Linked DNA regions of Sus scrofa: all the other regions are linked to region 1. A link is a contact called in public HiChIP or PLAC-seq data. All regions are on one chromosome and are shown on one strand. The core of a region is the stretch at or near the end of the contact, and the rest is flanking DNA. Distances in the headings are between cores, read along the strand shown.

What was found. HiChIP or PLAC-seq counts read pairs in DNA pulled down with a chosen protein or histone mark.
Region 2: an H3K27ac HiChIP or PLAC-seq map of alveolar macrophages shows a contact between it and region 1. The contact joins the promoter of SP2 here to the enhancer-like site in region 1. A contact is called at or near these places in 1 of 5 promoter capture datasets (liver), 12 of 47 Hi-C or Micro-C datasets (embryonic fibroblasts, epiblast stem cells, fetal skeletal muscle and 8 more) and 1 of 2 datasets of contacts at active chromatin or transcription factors (alveolar macrophages).
Region 3: an H3K27ac HiChIP or PLAC-seq map of alveolar macrophages shows a contact between it and region 1. The contact joins the promoter of SNX11 here to the enhancer-like site in region 1. A contact is called at or near these places in 2 of 5 promoter capture datasets (fetal liver and skeletal muscle), 12 of 47 Hi-C or Micro-C datasets (adipose tissue, blood, embryonic fibroblasts and 7 more) and 2 of 2 datasets of contacts at active chromatin or transcription factors (alveolar macrophages and skeletal muscle).

What each region holds. Positions count from the first base shown.
Region 1 is chr12:24,276,914-24,281,266 of Sscrofa11.1, reverse strand. COPZ2 (coatomer subunit zeta-2) reads left to right here. Exons shown (of 10, transcript XR_002337149.1): 10 at 280-605. Among named protein-coding and RNA genes, the nearest start is that of MIR152, 13 kb to the left of the region's middle. Within about 2 kb of position 1,911, at least 34 of the 83 cell types and tissues checked have an H3K27ac peak or open chromatin away from gene starts, as enhancers often do. A contact at or near this core is called in adipose tissue, alveolar macrophages, skeletal muscle and 2 more, where this site is marked.
Region 2 is chr12:24,151,813-24,156,165 of Sscrofa11.1, reverse strand. SP2 (transcription factor Sp2) reads right to left here and starts at 2,079. Exons shown (of 9, transcript XM_021067084.1): 1 at 1,973-2,079; 2 at 337-449. The coding sequence starts at 343.
Region 3 is chr12:24,349,127-24,353,479 of Sscrofa11.1, reverse strand. It overlaps SNX11 (sorting nexin-11), which reads right to left and starts at 2,200. Exons shown (of 7, transcript XM_021067103.1): 1 at 2,036-2,200. CBX1 (chromobox protein homolog 1) reads left to right here and starts at 2,423. Exons shown (of 5, transcript XM_021067108.1): 1 at 2,423-2,659.

The sequences.
Region 1 (4,353 bases), core at 662-3,161:
CCCAGGGCTGCAGAAGCAGGAACCAGAGGGCTGGGCAGGCCCCAGCCTGGGCTGGTTGTTGGCGGCAGCCAGTTTGGGCTGCACTTTCCGTCTTGGTGGTGGTGGTGGTGGGCCGCCCACTAAGGCCAGGCGGAGGCGAGCTGCTGCCACCTAGTGACCGAGGACTGCAGGGACCCTTAAGAGAAGGTGCTGTAGATCCCCACTCTCGGCAGGGTTAATGTGCTTGACACCGCCCCCCCCAATAATCCTCTCAACTTTCCTCATCTGCACCCCACCCAGGTTCTTCAGTCTGCCAAGGAACAAATTAAGTGGTCCTTACTGAAATGAAGGCGTGCATTCAAGTCTCCCTGCCCCCAGCCCATTCCCACAATCCTGGCAAAAGCACAAAGGCCCTGGGGGACACTAGAGATCCCTCAGTATTCCCAGGCACTCCCAGAACTGACTCCCGAGGTCTCTAGCCAGGGACAATGAGATGCAAAGGTTTGACTTCAGCACTGAGTCACTCCTTCTCACCACCCTGGCTGCCGTTTTGGCCTGGAGACCAAATAAACCTTTGGCATCCTTGGCCTCAGAGCCCAAATAAACCTGCTTTTGTCCCCTGCCAATGGTCTCCCTCTCTCTTGGCCCTGGGAAGGGGATGCGTGTGTGTGTTCATTCTGATAAAGGCTTTTTTTTTTTTTTTTTTTTTGGTCTTTTTGCCATTTTCTTGGGCCGATCCCGAGGCATGTGGAGGTTCCCAGGCTAGGGGTCGAATCAGAGCTATAGCCACCAGCCTACGACAGAGCCACAGCAACTTGGGATCTGAGCCGCGTCTGTGACCTACACCACAGCTCACGGCAACACCAGATCCTTAATCCACTGAGCAAGGCCAGGGATCGAACCGAAACCTCATGGTTCCTAGTCGGATTCGTTAACCACTGAGCCATGACGGGAACTCCCTGATAAAGGCTCCTGCACTCTGTGTGGCTCATCTTCAGGATGCCCAGTACCAGGGTGTATTCTTGTGGTTGTGTGATTGGTGGGGAAGGGGTGGGTCAAGGGAAGCAGACCACTTAACATAGTGAAGGGGTGTGATACTCATTCTGGGACCCTATATGTGGTGGCGAGGACTGGGCATGACTGTGTGACAGGGTAAAAGAGTAATAATGAGAGGAATGGTGCATTTAGGGGGAAAAGGAGAGCAAAAGATTGTACCTACATGGTGGCCCCGCTGGGGATTCTTCTGCTCACATTTTCCATTCTCAGCCTCCAGAAGGGAAGGGCGTAAGATTTCCTCCGGACAAACTGAGGAACGGCATGCGCCTGTTTTTCTTGGCTTGCCCAGGACAAGAATTCCTATGCCAGCGGAATTCCTATGCTGGCTTCTACCCTGGGCACTAGAGCCTGGCAAACTTGCCATGGCTAGGCTTAGGAGCGAGAAAGCACCGGGCAGCTCCCACCTTGCAGTTGTGGGCAGAGCACACCGTGTACTGAAGGTGTGAAGCGTTGCAGATCCAGAGGGAGAGAAGGGCGGAGGGGGACCCTAAGGGCAAATGGGAAGGATGGAGTGACATTTGCGGCGACAGATTTCCCCTTCTCTCTCCGCGTTCTAGAAGCTCCCCTTTTTCTCTTTCTCTGACACATACACTTTTCTTCGTCATGTGCAGAAGACCCAGAGAGTGTCTAATAGTCCGACATACACCCCTCGTTTCCCTTGACCCCCCGGCTAACTGCAGCTGCAGGTCCACGCCCCGCCCTGGCTCCGCCCCTTGGCGCCCGCAGCCGAGGGGAGCGTGGTCCCAGGACCGAATCCACGATCCTTTAGCGACATCTGGAGGGAAAATCGGGAAACGCGCTCCCTGCGGGTCCGCCTTTCCTTTACTAACTCCGCCCCCAGGGCGGGACCGACCCCTTCTCAAGGGAGTTAATCGCTGGCCTCTTACCCCAGCGGCTGGCGTTTCCCTAGTAACCACCCGGCGCGACCTGCAGGCGAGCTCCTAGCCAGCTAGAGCTCACAAATTTCTGCCAGCGACCGCTGAAAGCAAGTGCTGAGCCCTGGGTGTTAAATAGAGGCAGTCCCTGCGGGTTATCACGTCTTACATTACAAAACTCTGCAGGATTGAATATTTATAATGGGCATGACTACTTCTGTAATTAGAGAAAATGATAAAGATATAGTTAGGTAAACAAATCAGTTGTAAATACTGTGTTCCAGTAAAAAAATGCAAAAAGGCCACATCGGAAGGGGAGAAAAGAGTATTCAATTAAATGGTGTAGAGTTTAAGGGCCAGTGTGACGACGGGAAATGAGAAAATTTCCAGAAATACTTGAGCAAATGTTCGGCCTCGTCCGGTATCCGGCTCCATCCACCGCCTCTAAACGACCGACCGCAAGAACCAAATCCGAGGGGCAAATTCGCTTCCTAGCAACCTGGACGCCCCAGCCTGGGCCGCACAATTCCAGTTGTGCAGGGACCAGGATGGGAAGGCCCGGCGCTCCACACAAACTGACTCACCGAATGCTATGGACTATGCACTGCTATCCCCATTTTACGGACCGGCACACCGAGGCTCTGAAAGACTAAAAAGTATTTGCAACAGTTTCCGCAAAGGCGGGCTCAGGAGGAGGAACTGCTGGAGGGAGGTGGCTTTCCCTCGCCCCTTCGCCTAGGGCAGTCCGAAGCCCTCCCCACACAGGGACTGTACCGGGTTAAAAGGAATGAGCCGAAGGGGCAAGGCAATGCGGAAGGGCGACCAGGGAGATGTCCTCGCCCGCTGTGGCCAAAGGACTGTGGAACTGCGAAGAAGCAACCGACCCACCCCCGCGGCAGAGCTAGGGCAGCGCAAAGAGGGCTGCACTGAACCGCTGGGGGACCCAGGGAGCGCGGGCAGAAGGGGCGCGGCTCCTTCCCAGGGACGCCAGGTTTGCAGGGGTGGCTCTCCCCGGGCTGAGACCGAGGGCCCGCTGCGTGCCAGGCTCCCTCTCTGTGCCCCCAGCCCCGCGGAGCCGCCAGAACGGCGGGTCTGGCCGTCTGCCTTGAGCTCTGCCCGCTGGCCCCCCGCCTCTCCCAGACGCCTAGTGAGCGAGAGCGAAGGCGCCGTCCGCCGGGGGCCGGATTTCGGGAAGTGCCGTCGGTGGTTGCTGGCAGGAGCGGCCCTGGGGCCTGGCTTCCCGTCTGCTCTCAACCCCGGGGCTCCTGCCCGTCTTGCCCTCGTGGGCAGAAGCGGGTCTCGAGTATCTGTGGGGAAGGGGCTTCAGGACGTCCCCTTTTCTCCTGCCGAATTGGCACCGGGGCATTTCAGAAACGGAGACACCATGGGCCAGAGGGCTCACACTGTAGCATCAGCGGGACTCGGGTGCAGGGGGGCACGCTAGCCACCCCTAGACCCGGCCAGGGACACAGAAGCAGTACCGCCAGGCCTCAGACCCCCCTTATACCCTTTTGAGCCGGTGGCCCCCTCTCTGGTTCCGCCCCCCCCCCCCCCCGCTTTCCGGCCATTGGCTGGCAGGAAGGCGGAGCTGGTCGGATAGGCCAGTACCCAGACAGTGATGGATGGCTCCCCGCTGCCTGGACCACCGCCGGAGTGTATCTGCTCCGTGGCTCTGTTTGGCTAAGGCAGGAGCAGCGAGGCCTGGGAGTGGGTTGGGGGATGAGCTGGAGACCGGCTTAAGGCTCAGACTTTCTGTGCTCTCAATCTCCCTTGAAACTCTACAGAGAAAAAAAATCTTTTTTTTTTTTGTTTTGTCTTTTTAGGGCCGCACTCACAGCCTATGAAGGTTAGGGGTCGAATCAGAGCTACAGCTGCCGGCCTACATCACAGCCACAGCAACAGCAGATCCAAGCAGCGTCTGCGACCTACACCACAGCTCATGGCAACGCCAAATCCTTAATCCACTGAGTGAGGCCAGGGATCGAACCTGCAACATCATGGATCCTAGTGGGATTCGTTAACCACTGAGCCATGACAGGAACTCCCAGAGAAAAAAGTCTTACCCTAATGTCCCGTGGATATCCTTAACTCCAGAACCTGATGTAGGCAAAATTCAGTAGTTTCCCCAATGTAGTTTGCACACAACCCAGTGGACCTTCCTTTCCTTCCAAACTGGGTCTCGTTCTTTTAACAGTATTCATGCATTCCTTTTGTTTGCTCATTTGTTCGTTCTTTCATTCAAGTATTTGAGTATTTGCCAGGAGCCAGGCAGGAGGGAAAGAAAGGGAGACTGGTTAGAAAGTGATTGGGCCCAGCTGGGGCAGTGGGATGGGGTGGGTTGAAAGGAGAGAAGGGATTTGAGAAATATTTCAAGGTAGAAATACCTTTTAAAATCAAACCGCAGGGAGTTCCTGTCGTGGCTCAATGGTTAACGAATCCTTCT
Region 2 (4,353 bases), core at 830-3,329, 130 kb after region 1:
AAGCTTCTTCTCTCCTCTGACAGGTTCCTGAGGCCCAAACTTAACAGAATCTGAGAAAAGAGCCTGCCAGTCTATGTGCTGTCAACAGTGAGGCCACACTCTTCCTCCTGGAGTCAGTTCTCCCTGCTGAGCCGTCAGGCGACGCTCCAATTATTAAATAATTCTACTTGGGTCTCCTTGGTAAAGAGACTGTGTCTTTAGCAGCCTAGCTCAGGGGGTTCATAATTATGTCAGACCGACTTTTTTTCCCCTTCTCTCTCTCATTGTTGCTTCTTTTAAACAAAGAGGTTAAGCCTCTGTACAACCAAGTGGAAGAACTAGAAATAGACAACTTACCAATCATCCCAGCCAATGAGAATCCATTTCCAACAGGTATTAATGCCTGTTAGAAGCCACTGGAACACTGACATCATCAGCCCAATGGATAGGTTGTCTGACAGATTCGCGCCCTTCATAGCACACAAGAATTTAAAACAAAACAAGACACTGCAGTTATATTTATTATTGCAGACAACAGGTTTGTGTTATCAAATCAAAGTTACTCCTATGGTGTAGACTCCACCATCATTCCATTCAAAGCCTCTGTGAGCTGGCCAACACCCTAAACTTTCCAATCCTAAAAATTTTAATCTAAAATGCCAATTCAACACTTAGCCCTCCACTGTGATACTTAATGCCTTCTGGGGTACAGCATACAAGTTTTAGACAGTGCATGCCAATGTACCTTCTATTTCCAAGGAAACCCATGTAATGGGGGCCCGCATGGGCCAATTCATTGCTTAAAGCAGATCTCCTGGCTCCTCCCTCCCTTTCTCTAAGAAAACGATTAAGTGACCAAGAAGTAGCCTCAGAAGAAGAAACAAACTTAGGAGAATGTGCACTGAGAAAAGCCAGACTGAGTCCCTTCGGATCAGGTTAATTAAGAAACAAACACAACAGTATATTGGAATCAAAACCAAAGAATGCACTGAGGACAGGTTTCTCAACTGCCCAGAGGAGAAGACACAGTTCCTTTTCATCTAAAATTAGAAAGCCACCGGGAACATAAGCCAAGAAAGCATGGGTAGGAGGCTGAGAACCATAAGTCAGCAACGGGGATGGAGAGGGGGTGGAGGAAGAAAGTTAAGCATCCATTTTATTGCTTCTGTCATTCCTTCGGTTTGTTCCTGGCCTTTGGGATTCAGCAGTGCTCCCTCCCCCCGCCCCCCCAACGGGATGCCTGGTACAGGCTGGAAGTTCTGTTAACAAGTTCTTAAACGTCCCACAATTTTGCTAAGAGCTGGCAGATATCTAGCTGGAGGCTCAAGGATGCAAGTGAAATATTAAAAGGTTTCTGCCCACCCCGCAGTCTAAGCAGAGAGGTCATCTACCTAGGGAGTGCCCTCATGTCCTGACACCATCTCTCGACTGGGATACATCAGTAACTCGGTTGGCTTCCAAGCCCAGCAGTGCCCATGTGGTTGGCGCCCTCGGAATTTCAAGCATTCCCCCGCCCCTCTCTGCTCTCGGGAGAATCCTGAATCACTGGTGGGCAAATAGAGTGAGAATGCAAAAGGGTCCCCGAACACAGGGCAAGCGCACAGGGCGTCGACCGCCTCCTCGAAGCCGACCCAGGCAACGTCTCCGGGCCTGGCAGCGCTCAAGCGGGTCGGCCAGGCCGAGGGGGGTGCCAGGCCGGCCCCGGGTGCCCGCTCCTCTCGCCAGCCCCCGGAAGCGCCGCCCTCCCGCCCAGCGGGCTCCGAGGGGGCGGGGAGTCGAACACCCCCTTCCGGGTGCCTCCGCCCGGCTGGCCAGCCCCGCTCCTCCTCCGGGCGGGAATCCTCCCTCCCCGCCCCTCCCGGAGCCGGGCCCCGGCGCCAGGCCCGGCCCCAGGGGGGAACCCTCAGCCCCGGCTCCCCCTCCCTGCGGCCTCTGCCCGTCTTCCCGACCCTTGAGAGCCGGAAAGACCCCGCCGGCAGCGGCCAGGACCCACCGCTCATTACGACATCTTCCTCCCTGGCCTCCGCCGCCTCCGCCGCCACCGAGAGCCTGACACCGCCCGCCTAGCACCCACCAATCCCGGAGCCCGCCACCGCCCGAGCGACGGCAGCGTTCACCAATTAGAGTTCGGTACATTGGGGACCGACAGCAGTACTAACCAATCAAAGAGATGTATCTAGAGCGACGTTGGTTTGGCCAATAAACCTGTGAAATGTCACTGATGGACCGTAGAGGGCACCAACCGGAAGCCTACTGTAGAATGAACGACATGTCCGCCAGCCAACTGGCGGGAGGCAAAGTCCCGCCCACGAGGTGGTTGATGGACAGCAACAGGAAGCTGGATAAGGCGGGGCTTAGCTGAGGAGTGGTTTTGTATTGGTAGTGGTTGACCTTCCACCCACCTCTAACCCAGAAGATGACTGACAGATCTGCCCTAAAGCCAATCAGAAGTCCTCAGGGTGAGGCCGAAAAATGCCCTATAAATAGCATCTACTTTGCACCTTAATCGAGTGTTGCCCTGGCCTGGCGAGGGTTCCTGCGCTTCGGCCACTCAACTACTGCCTGGTGAGTGGAAAACCACCAGTCTCATTTAGTCCCTCACCCTTCATCGCTTCTGGAGAGGGGAATGAGCCCCGAGGTGACTTTGTACAGCGAGGCGTTGGAGTCGGACACAATAGCGAGAGTTGGGGCTGTGTGACTCTTCTGAAGTGAGGGGATTATTTTCATCGTCTCAGTTGAAATCCCTCTTAATCCTCACATGGTTATTTATTGCATCGACTCCTTGATTTGGGCACAGAATCACCCGAAGCTCTCCAAAAAGTAGATTCCCGGGGCCGCCTCATGTGTCCGGGGCAAACCTGGAATATGCATTCTAACCAGCGCCTCCGGTGGACAGAATTGGTCCGTGCCCGACTCACCTCCTTAAATGAGGTGCTGTGAGTACAGCACTTGGCAGGAGCTACGTGGGTAGGTTTCTCTTTCCTATGGATGCGAACTTGGGAAGGCATTCATTAGTAAGAAGAAATCCATTCTGGTTTCAGACCAGCCTGTATTTGAAGTTTTACACAGTCCACTTGCAGAGAGGCAGGGTACCGAAACTCCCTGCACCTTATGGAAAAAAGAGGCTAATTGCAACCACACCTTAGAGCAATGGCTTTTTTTCTTTACTTTTCTTCTCGTTTTTTAAAATCATAGCCCCACAGTGAGAAATACATTTGCATTATGACCTATTACACTTATAACTCCTGTGAGAGTATGATAAAAGTTTTCAGACACAATACTTACCCTTTCTACTTGTGATGCACTGATGTTTTCTAGCCTGTCCTCTTATTTTTTTTGTTTGTTTGTTTTTTGTTTTTTAGGGCCACACCTGTGGTATATGGACATTCCATGGCTAGGGGTCAAATTGGAGCTGCAGCTGCCAGCCTACACCACGGCCACAGCAACACCAGATCCGAACCACATCTGTGACCTACACCACAACTCACAGCAATGCCGGATCCTTAACCCACTGAGCAAGGCCAGGGATCGAACCCGAATCCTCATGGATACTAGTCGGATTTGTTTCTGCTGTGCCACAATGGGAACTCCCTGTTGTATTTTATTCTTTATTCCCTCCCTCCCTCCTCTTCCTTCCTTCCTCCCTCTCTCCCTCCCTTCCTTTTCTTGATCAAGACTGGTGGTTTGAAGACCACCCTCCTAAAGGACTCGTGTGATAAAATACAGCACAGAATGCCCCAAACATTGTAATTGTTGAATAAACGTTAATAGTCTCTTCCAGTCCACCCCTCTCAGACTTAACCTTTGACAAAACCAGACTTCAAAAGATACCACTCTTGGAGTTCCTGTCGTGGCTCAGTGGCTAACGAATCCGACTAGGTACCATGAGATTGCGGGTTCGATCCCTGGCCTTGCTCAGTGGATTAAGGATCTGGCGTTGCTGTGAGCTGTGGTGTAGGTTGCAGATGTGGCTCGGATCCCATGTTGCTGTGGCTCTGGCGAAGGCTAGCAGCTACAGCTCTGATTAGACCCCTGGCCTGGGAACCTCCATATGCCGCAGGAGCGGCCCTAGAAAAGGCAAAAAGACCAAAAAAAAAAAAAAAAGATATCGCTCTTCTAGTTAAGATAGTTAAGATTTTTCATTGGTGCAATTCCTGTTGTGGCGCAGAAGAAACAAATCTGACTAGTAACCATGAGGTTTCGGGCCGAGGGGTGCAGCCCTAAAAAGCCAAAAAAAAAAAAAAAAAAAAAAAAAGATTTGTCATTGGCTCCCAGCCTTCCAGCATCCTGCTGGATAACAAGCCCATACCCCTTGCTGGGCAATGTCCTTCACACTCTTTGTGTATCTCTCATGCTGTATGATCTCCCTCCACC
Region 3 (4,353 bases), core at 951-3,450, 72 kb before region 1:
ATGCCCATTCACACACCCACTCGTTTTTACAGTCCCACAATTAATTTTAAACACATTCTCTTATTAGTTCTGCCTTACCATTAGAAGAGCGTGTAATGAGTTTCCTTCTATTTTATGTTGTGCTAACACAAGGCTAACATTTCAAGAGAAGGGGAACTCATTTACGCCACAAAATTAGCAAAGCACACAGCTTTTCCAATCCTTTCCGGTATACCAGAAGGGCTCGCCACACACCGGCACTGCATGCAGAGATTAAACTGCATGATATACACCAAAATTGGGCTATAGAGCTGAACAAACAGGAAATTTTGTGATTGAGATATCATCTTTAACAGTATTCATGCTGACATTCTGATTTTTCATTTGATGCGGTCACTACCGCCAAAGAGTCCTGAACTGGAAGGCAGGACTGTCCAGTTCCATGGCCACTGATGCATGTAAGCAGTCCTGCATGTAAGCAGTCAAGTGGCTGTGACCCAAAAAGGCAGGCCAACTCACTGTGAACAACTAATCTCCTCATATTAAAACGAAACATCTTTTCTTTTCTCTTTTCAGGCATTGGTTAATTACCAGCACAGGAGCAGACAGTTAAATACACTGAACCGTTTTTCCTACAAAAGGAACAACAGGAGAGATGCTAACAAGGAAATCCACACACTCAGAAGAGCTCGAACATCCACAATGCCTTGAAAGGTTTCCCAAATTCAGGACCATAGTTTAGTAACTTAATGGTCATCACTCTCAGGCTCAAGAAGAGTTTGCCTAGGACTCTGAACCACCTCCAAAAGCAAGTTCCCCTCCTTTCCTTTGGGAATCATACCACTTAGAAACTAAAAGCTATAAACTGGCTTTAAAAATCCTAGGATCTCCAAGATGGTATAAACTTAAGTCTAAGTTCACAAAGCACTAAGAAAGTTTCAATGGTAACTTTCCTTAGAAACAACGGGGCCACAAAAACCTAGACTTCAAGTAATAATTTTCAGCAACTACTATTCTCCATCAGCTTCCTCCCTGTGCACTCCTTAGGAGGAAATAAAGCTCATTTCAGCCCTTGGAGGGAAGAAGGAAGTTCTTAATTTTAGCTCCATGATCTAGGAGATGGATCCATGTGTCATCTGACTAAGTATAGTTTCAGCTACTTACTTGGCACCAGCACCAGGAAGTGTAGCTTCCTGCGACCCTACAATCACATTTGAAGTTTTCCTTTGCTTTTCCCAGGACCTCCAAGGAAAACCCAGTTTGTTTATAGGGTAGATTCCTTGTAAAGCTTTCCAATGCCTCAACAATTCAAGGTAGCAATTCAAGGCTTTAACTCCACCATTTTCCCTCAGATTTAAACTACTTCAAGAGACAGGTTAAGAAAAAAAAATCAGGTGATAAAAAGTATACTGAGCCACCAAGACGCTCATCCTTGCTTACTCAGCCTTCAGCTCTTGGTGCCAGATGGCAACTCAAAAACTCTGCTTCGGAGAAACACTCACAGGTGGTAGAAGGAGCTCTCCTGTCTGACCAAGCTCTGCCTGTTCTCAACCAAGCAGCTATGCTCCATCTTTTGGTGATCTGCAACTTGCCACTCTCTCCACTTGCAAGCTGAGACACAAAGGCGACCACAATCTAGTGCAAGAGTCTTCTGGGTCCTCGTAAAATATGTGTCATTAGTCTTAGTCCTAGCGTTTGGCTAAAAGTCTCCAAACTTTTACTCCGGCCACACCCCCTGTGTTCCTAACGAACTAGGAGCAAAAAAGGCCACATAGTCCTTACTCCCTTTTGCCTACTAAGCCTGAGGAGTGGGAAGGAAAGATGCTTTACACTTTATAAATAAGTGGAAAAGCCGGTTTCCTTCCTCGGATACTGAGCTAGCCCTGCCTTCATCTCTGGAGAGGAGTCGGTTCCTTCCTCAGGATGTCCAGCAAGGTCCCCACCCTAAGCGCCACTGCTGACGCTCAAGCCTGCAGGCCTTACCTAAGACCAGAGCCCACGCCCCTTCACCTGACAGCAGCACCCACTCCCCGCGGACCCGCCCACTCCCCCTCACCTGAAAGCAGCGCCCACTCCCCACAACGACACCGCTGACAGCCCAACATATAGTCAGAGTCCCGGCTTCTCCTTCCGGGTGAGCTGCCGGCGCCCCGATGCACGACGGGAGAAAGTTGCCGGCGCGCCAATCCCGGGTGCCCAGACGCCCCGCCCCGCAGGCCCGGGCTCTCAGTGGCAGCCTCGCCCCGGCGGTGCGCTCCGCCCAGCGCTGGCCACTGCTGGAGTAGCTATTCCTACCTCTCCCCTGGGAGGCTGCAGGGTGGACGTGGGCGTGGGGAGACAAGAGGCTCTGACGTCCAATCCAGAGCCGCATCCCACCCATCGTTGTCAGGCCCAGCCAATCAGTGGCCAAGGAACAACCCCGAAACATCCCAAAGTGGGTCCCGGGGCAGAGTGTGAAGGGATGATCAGCGGTCTAGAGTGTGGCAGAGTCCAAAGCGTGGGAACCTCGCTGAGCCTGGGCGAGTCCCCATGTGAACCCTGGCTCCAGTTCCCCGGCTTTACCAAGGAAACACCAACTCAGATTCGAAGACCAGATTGTCGGAGCGAAAACCGGCTGAGGACTTTGCAGCAAACACCGGTTTCACTTGCGGAGCAAGCCCTAGGAAAGATCGTCCAGCCAGTTAGTAAGAAAGAAAAATACATTGACTACGATGTTTATGTTGTTGAAATGCCTTTTAACTATCTGCTTAAAAATAATTTTAGAAAAGCTAATATCAAGGGAAAAGTTGCAGTCGCAAATACGAGCTCTGGAGTTTAAAGACCTGGGTACAATGACCAGCACTACGCTGACCGTGTGATCTTAAATCTTTATGTCTTAAGTTCCTCTTCTGTAAGGTGGAGAAATCTCATAAGGTAAGGTCCACGTACCCCAAAGCAGCTTTTCTCAAACTTGTTGGTCTCAGGATCCCTTTACATTCTTACAAATATTTAAGGACCCCAAAGAGCTTTTGTTTATGTGGGATGTTCACCGGATTAGAAATTAAAACTGAGAAATTAGAAAAACGTATCTATTCACCTAAAACTAATAACAAACCATTACATGTGAACGTAATTTATTTTATGAAATATAACTACACTTTCCAAAACCCAAAAAAATTATCGAGTAGAATGTTATTCTATTACCATTTTGCAAATCTCTTTCATGTTTGGCATAATAGAAGACAGCTGAATTCTTGTATTAGCTTCCCCATTCTCTCTTGTGATTTTGTTTTGGACTAGGAAATGAAGAAAATCTGGTCTTACACAGGTACATAGATGACAAGGGAGAAGTATCTTTAGCCTTCGATAATTGTGGATACTCTTATTGTATACTAGCAAAACTCATCAAATTGTAATTTTTTTTTCTTTTTCTTTTTTGGCCTCACCCACAACATGTGGAAGTTCCCCAGGCCAGGGATCAAACCATTGCCACAGAAGCAATTGGGGCCACTACAGTGACACACCAGGCCCTTAACCCACTGCTCCACAAGGGAACTCTAAATGGTAGTTTCTTTAAGGTTAGTTGCAATGGGAAATCTGAAACCATTTGGAAAATACTGGTTTTCTGAGTAATGTAGATCTTCCAAATATTAATGTATTTCACTTTTCAGTTTTTTTTTTTTTTTGTCTTTTTGCCATTTCTTGGGCCGCTCCCTCGGCATATGGAGGTTCCCAGGCTAGGGGTCGAATCGGAGCTGTAGCTGCCAGCCTACACCAGAGCCACAGCAACGCAGGATCCGAGCCATGTCTGTGACCTACACCACAGCTCATGGCAACGCCGGATCATTAACCCACTGAGCAAGGGCAGGGATCGAACCCGCAACCTCATGGTTCCTAGTCAGATTCATTAACCACTGCGCCACCACGGGAATTCCACTTTTCAGTATTTTAAATATCACGTTTATTAAAATGTGATTAAAAATCACATTTAAGGGGTTCCCGTCATGGTGGCACAGTGGAAACGAATCTGACTAGGAACCATGAGGTTGTGGGTTCAATCTCTGGCCTCACTCAGTGGGTTAAGGATCTGGTGTTGCTGTGAACTGTGGTGTAGGCTGGCAACTAGCTCCGATTGGACCCCTAGCCTGGGAACCTCCACATGCCGCGAGTGCGACCCCTAAAAGCCAAAAAAAAAAAAAAGTCACATTTATTAAAAGCATCACTGAATTCATCAGTCTTGCAAAGTTGCCATCAAGCTCACTGGTGAATACTTCATTTTCCTATAATGGCAGAAAAGTTTTCCCTTCTTTTCTAGGTTCTTTGGCTGAAGTAAGACAAATTAACAGGAGAAAAAACAATTTTGTACTTAGAGGAGCCCCATAAAAATGATACCCA